Regions from separate parts of the Ovis aries genome. Here region 2 is linked to region 1. Evidence: chromatin contacts called from public Hi-C data. All regions are on one chromosome and are shown on one strand. Each heading gives the region's core, a stretch centred on a gene start, on an enhancer-like site or on the middle of the called end of the contact. The rest is flanking DNA. Distances are from core to core; before and after follow the strand shown.

What was found. Hi-C and Micro-C count contacts between places; a contact is called where the count stands out from the background.
Region 2: a contact with region 1 is called in a Hi-C map of liver, with 4 times the contacts expected there. The contact joins the enhancer-like site here to the promoter of HPGD in region 1. A contact is called at or near these places in 3 of 16 Hi-C or Micro-C datasets (liver, mixed tissues and tail adipose tissue).

The regions. Positions count from the first base shown.
Region 1 is chr2:106,310,707-106,313,874 of ARS-UI_Ramb_v3.0, forward strand. It overlaps HPGD (15-hydroxyprostaglandin dehydrogenase), which reads left to right and starts at 1,569. Exons shown (of 6, transcript XM_027964621.2): 1 at 1,569-1,690; 2 at 1,973-2,096. The coding sequence starts at 1,598. It overlaps LOC132659302 (a long non-coding RNA gene), which reads right to left and starts at 1,977. Exons shown (of 2, transcript XR_009599566.1): 1 at 1,351-1,977.
Region 2 is chr2:106,477,656-106,480,823 of ARS-UI_Ramb_v3.0, forward strand. No RefSeq gene overlaps it. Among named protein-coding and RNA genes, the nearest start is that of CEP44, 53 kb to the right of the region's middle. Within about 2 kb of position 1,461, at least 2 of the 54 cell types and tissues checked have an H3K27ac peak or open chromatin away from gene starts, as enhancers often do. A contact at or near this core is called in liver, where this site is marked.

The DNA.
Region 1 (3,168 bases), core at 319-2,818:
AAAAAGCAAATATACTGACACCAATTATTGTCTGGAAAATTTTAAAGTATTTCTTCATCCTTCTTTCCCTGTGCTTATCAGAGTGCTTTGCATTAGTAATAACTCCTTTATTCCCTGAAACTCTTTTCCCATATGCTTTTGAACATGTCCCTGTGTCACTCCAGCGGCTCCCTCTCTGGCTCTTATGTTAGTTCTTTCCTGATAAAGAAAAGCATTTCCTTTCTGCTATGTTCTGTACGTGCTTCTAGAGGTTTGGGTTTTCCTTTGCTTCCTTTTAATTTTTTTTTTAATTCTCTGCTGTTCTCTTTCAATATAAAGACCTCTGTTTCAGTGGTGTGCTGACAACATATATTTCACACAACCTCCCCATACGTGCCTGCGTGCCAGTTACCTCATCTGCTGCCTCTTGGGAGCAACAAAGAAGTACACAAAGGATTCATCCCCTGTTGTGTAAGCTTTCTTCCCGACCTCTGTCTCCCCAATACTTGGATTTCTTTGATCATGAAAATAAATGCCAGGCAGGTATTCAGTTTACAGAACTAGAACTGAAGCCTGCAGATGATAACAGGAAAGAGAGAAAGACAAAGTCAGCGGAATACCCCCAACTGAATGCATCTTAGTGCAACAGCTCAAGCTCAAGTTCCTGGAGGACCAGGAACCTCTGTCTCATACTTAACTGGAAGCCTCCAGAACTAGTATGACTCAACCAGCAAACATTCCATTGAACCTGCGCCTCACCAGGCTGACAGCGAGGCTGGAAGCCCAGTGCAGTCAGTGATGACAGTTCTTGCTAGGCACTCTCAGAGTGACCCAGAATTGACACTGATCTGAAACCCGGGTGTCAACAAGACTGCTAAAAGTTCCAGCCTTGAAAGACAGGATCCATGGGTTTCTGTTCAGAGCACAGTGCACTTTAAAGCACAATTCAGTAAGAAAAAAAAAAAAAAAGAAACCTAAAAACGGTGTTAGTCACCTCTGCTCCCTCCATCCCCACTTCGATGTCCATGAGATAAGAATTAAAAACTTAGATCAAGACAAAAGGGCAGCCCCTAAAATCGTGCTTTACTGTTTTTGTTTTTTGTTTTGTTTTTTCTTCTTCTATTATTTGGAGGGTGGGGGTGTGGGGGAAGAGTGGGGTGGGGAGGAAGACCTGGGCACAGAGGAGGATTCCAAGCTCTTCAGCTTCTCCTCTGCCCTCCTTTTATGGGGTGGTCTTCAGCACACGGAAGGGATCTCTTCTTGGGGAGTAACCTTTCTGCGTGCTCTTTAACCAGCCAGCCTGCGTCCAAATCATCATCTCCCCAGCTAGCTTAGGTTACAAGCTCCACAGAGGCAGAGATGTTTATTTACCGTATGTCTCATGCCCTAGTGCAGGAGGAGGCTCCCAGGTTTGGCTACGAGTCAGGAAGGCAAAGATCGCCGGGCCGGAGCGCTCAGGGCCAGGTGACACAGTCCTGGGTGCAGGCGCTGCTTGACAGCTTCATCCCCGCCCACTGGCAGGCGAGCGCGGCCCGGCCACACATGCGCGCGCGCAGGGTCCTTAAAAGCCGCGGCCGCGCGGAGACGCCGAGCTCGCCCACCGAGCGCAGGCGGCGACATGCACGTGAACGGCAAAGTGGCGCTGGTGACTGGCGCGGCCCAGGGCATCGGCCGAGCCTCCGCCGAGGCGCTGCTGCTCAAGGGCGCCAAGGTAAGCGCGGCGAGGCGCACGGCCCACCCGAGACCCGCTCTCCAGTCGAGGCCCCGGGGAGTGAGCGCCCCAGGCTGCGCCCCCGGTGCTCTCCTTGCCGCCTCCAGAGCTGTCCAGGCTGGCGCACTCCAGCGGACTTCGAATGCGCTGACAGAGAACCCGATCTGTAAACTGCCCGATCTCAGGTCCAAACGAGGAGCTTCCTGTTGTCTCTGTACTGTCGGTCTGTCTGCCTGTTTTACCAGGCGCGAAGGATCTCGATTCCTCTCCTTTTGTCCGTAGGTAGCGCTGGTCGATTGGAATCTCGAAGCAGGTGTCAAGTGTAAAGCTGCCCTGGATGAGAAGTTTGAACCTCAGAAGACTCTGTTTATTCAGTGCGATGTGGCCGATCAGGAACAACTGAGAGGTAAGCGAGGGGAAAATCAATCCATCAGCGCAGAGCGCGCTTTGAGCAAGTAGCAACCTGAAGGCAGCCTGCGCCAGAGAGCTAGCTTGGGGTGGCGGAGGGGCTACCTCCTGCAGAGTAACTACCTCCGAGCTCCAAGAGATAGCCGACTGCTACCTGACATCCCAATAGACATTAAAAAACTAAGGAGGGATATCTGACATCCCAATAGACATACAAAAACTAAGGAGGAAGAAAAGCCAAGCATGTTTGAGAAATCCTTTTCTTTTAGTCATTTGGCAGCGCATAATGTAATCAAAATTCCTTGGTGTATTCCAAGATAGTGCTGCTTCAGTAGTTATTAAATGATTGAACTTGCAAATGGAACTTAGAAAGATAAAGTAGGCTAGGGGATTACGGCAGACTGCTTCTCCCAGAAAGCTGGAAGACGGCAGAATCCAATGGCAGTCAAATGTGGCAATGTTTCTCCTTGGAACATGCTAGAATGCAAGGTCAAGGGTTGTCGTCACAGCTGTGCTGGATGCTTTTGACCAGATGTTCTCCCTGATTTTTCCCCTATGAAATGCTTTAAAAACAATAATAGTTGTATTGCAGAAGAAAAGTTCCTGTCAGATTTTCCTCAATGCTTTCCTGTTTCTGTCTACTCGCTTAAGACAGACGGATCTACTTGACCAATCCAGAGACAGTGTTGGTGTAGACAAAAAAACAGATTTGGTCATTTAGAAGTCCAACAGATCGGTATGAGAAAATACATGTATTTCGAGGAAAAATGAGAAAATAGAACATTTGTATTTCACAAAGTTTTTTTTTTTTTTTTTGAAAAGACTAAGTAAAAAAAATTGCTAGGCACATCTTTAACGGGCCAAAAAACTTCCATGAAAGTCATTTTAGTACTTCTTAACATGGATGAGTCTGTGTGTGATTTTTTTTTTTTTTAATGTTGGAGTGTTCTGTGAAAGAGTGAAAATGGAGTGGTATGTTAAAAGGAAACAAATTGTTCAGGGAAATTGTTTTAAAGAAAATTATGTAATTAAACTGAAAATTTTATAAAGATCCATAACATGGATTATAA
Region 2 (3,168 bases), core at 211-2,710, 170 kb after region 1:
ATTAGACTGGAACAAATGACTTCTCAACAGTTAATCTCATTTAATCCTTACAAGTATAGGGATGGAGAAACTTTTCCTCTATCCTTTTGGGCTCAGTACGAAGAACTTGAGAATTAAACAAGCAAGAGACACATTAAGTAGAAAAAGAAAGGTAAAATTTATATTGATGTTAATATTTTTACATGTACAGAGGCATCACAGAAACGTGAGAAACCTCAAGAAGTGGTCAGATTAAGGGGTCTATGGAACATTTCAACAAGGGCCAATAAATTGTAGGGGTGTCACAGTTGGTAAGAATCCATTTTCCAATGCAAGGTGTGGGTTTGATCCTTGGCTCAAGACAATCCCCTGGAGAAGGGAATGGCAACCCATTCCAGTATTTTTGTCTAGATAATTCCATGGACAGAGGAGCCTGGTGAGTTACAGTTCCTGGGGTTGCAAAGGAGTCAGACACAACTGAGTGTGTACATGCACAATAAACTCTGAAGTAAGTAGACAAAAGAAGAGGGATTTGGGTCTTCTAAGGCTGATAAATTATGTGAGAAAAAATATATATGAGAGAAACTGATGCTAAAAACTTGGCCTCTGTGCACCAGTGCCAAACCAAATCTCAGAGACAGAGTTTTGCGTGAGGTAGAAAAGAATAGTTTCATTGCTCTGCCAGGCAAAGGGGGACACAGTGGCTTGTGTCCTCAAAAATTGTCTGTCCCAACCTGGAGGGATTTGGTGAAACATTAGGAATGTTTCAAGGGCAGGGTTATTGATGAAGATCACTGGATTCCTTTATCTGGCTTTAGGTGGTCTCCTGATGAGCTGTGGTTCCTGAGGTTTTGGATGCTTCCTCAAGTAGTTAACATTTTCCATTTGCTGATGGTTTTATTTCTGCAGTTGAGCTCAAAGATATTGTTATGTGTATCCCTTCAAGAAAAGCTATGACAAACCTAGACAGTGTATTAAAAAGCAGGAACATTACTTTGCCAACAAAGTCTGTACAGTCAAAGCTATGGTTTTCTAGCATTTATGTATGGATGTGAGAGTTGAACCATAAAGAAAGCTGAGCACAGGAGAACTGATGCTTTTGAACTGTGGTGTTGGAGAAGACTCTTGAGAGTTCCTTGGACTGCAAAGAGATCAAGCCAGCCAATCCTAAAGGAAATCAATCCTGAATATTCACTGAAGGACTGATGCTGAAGCTGAAGCTCCAATATTTTGACCACCTGATGTGAAGAGCTGATTTATTAGAAAAGACCCTGATGCTGCGAAAGATTGAAGGCAGGAGGAGAAGGGGACAACAGAGGACGAGACAGTTGGATGGCATCACAGACTCAATGGACATGAGTTTGAGCAAGCTCCGGGAGATGGTGAAGGACAGGGAAGCCTGGCTTGCTGTAATCCATGAGATTACAAAGAGTCGGACACGATTGAGTGACTGAACAAAAAATCCCTTGAAGGGGAACCAGGACCTTGCCCCAAGGTTGCACAATTGTTTCTCCACTGCTCCTCCCTAGTCTCTGCATACCCTCCCTGATTAGCAACTGTTTGAACCTGCCCTTTGGAACTAAAGCACTCAAGGAAGTTCAAGAAACAGGGGACACAGAAAGAATTTCAAGCCCAGGAGCCCCATAAGGTTCTACTCAGCTTCAGAACTAATGGAAGCAAAGTGTTATTTTAGTCAGGTTTTTCTTTATGTGGACTCACCGTGGTGCCAGCTCTCCAACTCTGAGGATAAGAATTGCTATCCTCATCTTGGTACAGGGTTTTTGGGAGGGAGTAGTTTGTGTGTGTGTGCTCAGTCATGTCCAACTCTTTGCACCCCCTACAGCCTGTAGCCCTCCAGGCTTCTCTATCCATGGGATTTCCCAGGCAGGAATCCTGGGAAATCACTCTGGTGAGTGGGTTGCCACTTCCTCCTAAAAGGGATCTTCCTGACCCAGGGACCAAACCCATGTCTCTTGGGTCTTCTACACTGTCAGGCAAGTTCTTTACCACTAGCACACCTGGGGGGAAGTTCATACTCTACTTTTAGGTAGAAGGGTGAGGACAAAGGACTTTTCTTGGATGTGCTGTTTCTCAGTTGCTTTCAGTTCAAAAAAATCAATATGTCAAAGTAGCAAATTTGGGGTGGCGTATCCTGATCCCCTTCACAAAACAGTGAAGTGCCTTTATGCTCACTTTATAGATGAAAGCTCTAAAGCAATAAAAAGCTAGGAAATTTCCTCAAGATGGCTCTGGAACTATCTGGAACCAGGATTTAAACAAGATGAACAAATATTTGAGTGGAAGTATTTGGAAGCATCATCACTTGGGATTAAACTTTAGCAAAATGTTGTGAAATGCAGTTTGACACATATAAATCAGACAATCTCATTTTCCCCTATTGTTGTTTTGACCTTTCCCAGGAGCTCTTTTTTCCCAAGGTTATTTACTTTAACCCTTCTATCTGGAGCCACGCGTCTCATTAAGCCCTTCTTTCTATCTACCATATTAGTCAAGGGAATTCCTTGATGGTCCAGTGTTTAGGACTACACACTTCCGTTTCAGGGGCATAGGCTCTACCCCTGGTCAGGGAACTATGATTCTACGTGCTGCTAGATGAAGCCAAAAAAATGATATGAGTCAAACAAAACTATGCAGTTAAACAGGATTAAAAAAAGAAAGGAAAGAAAATCAGGTTTAAGATATGAGTTAATATAAATATCTAACCATTCATGGTGGGTTCTGATGTTATTTCATTTCTCTTTTTTCTTCCTTATCTTTCTTTTTTTTCGGAGAAAGGGGAAAGAAAGAAGAAAGAGTGCTGACTGAATGTTAGAAATATTATATCACTAGTTAACTAGAAAAATTTTTGATTTCCATTATGTCTATCAAGCCCTCATCCTATACATAGCCTTCAAACTTTCTATTCCAGAATTGATACATTGTAGTGCACTGGTTGCTTCAGACCTCTTCCTCTACTAAACTGTAATCTTCTAGCACAATTGTTTTTCAAAAAATATTTTTGGAATAAGGCAGTAAGTATCAATGCAATTTTAGTGAAATTACTAAAGGAAGTTCCTCAGTTTTCCTCTAGAGGCTTGATATTCAACCAAAGTAGTGGATTGAATGAATCAAAATGAGTCAATCTTGAATTGGAGTTATTAACATCTAGCTTCAAATGGAGGAGGAATT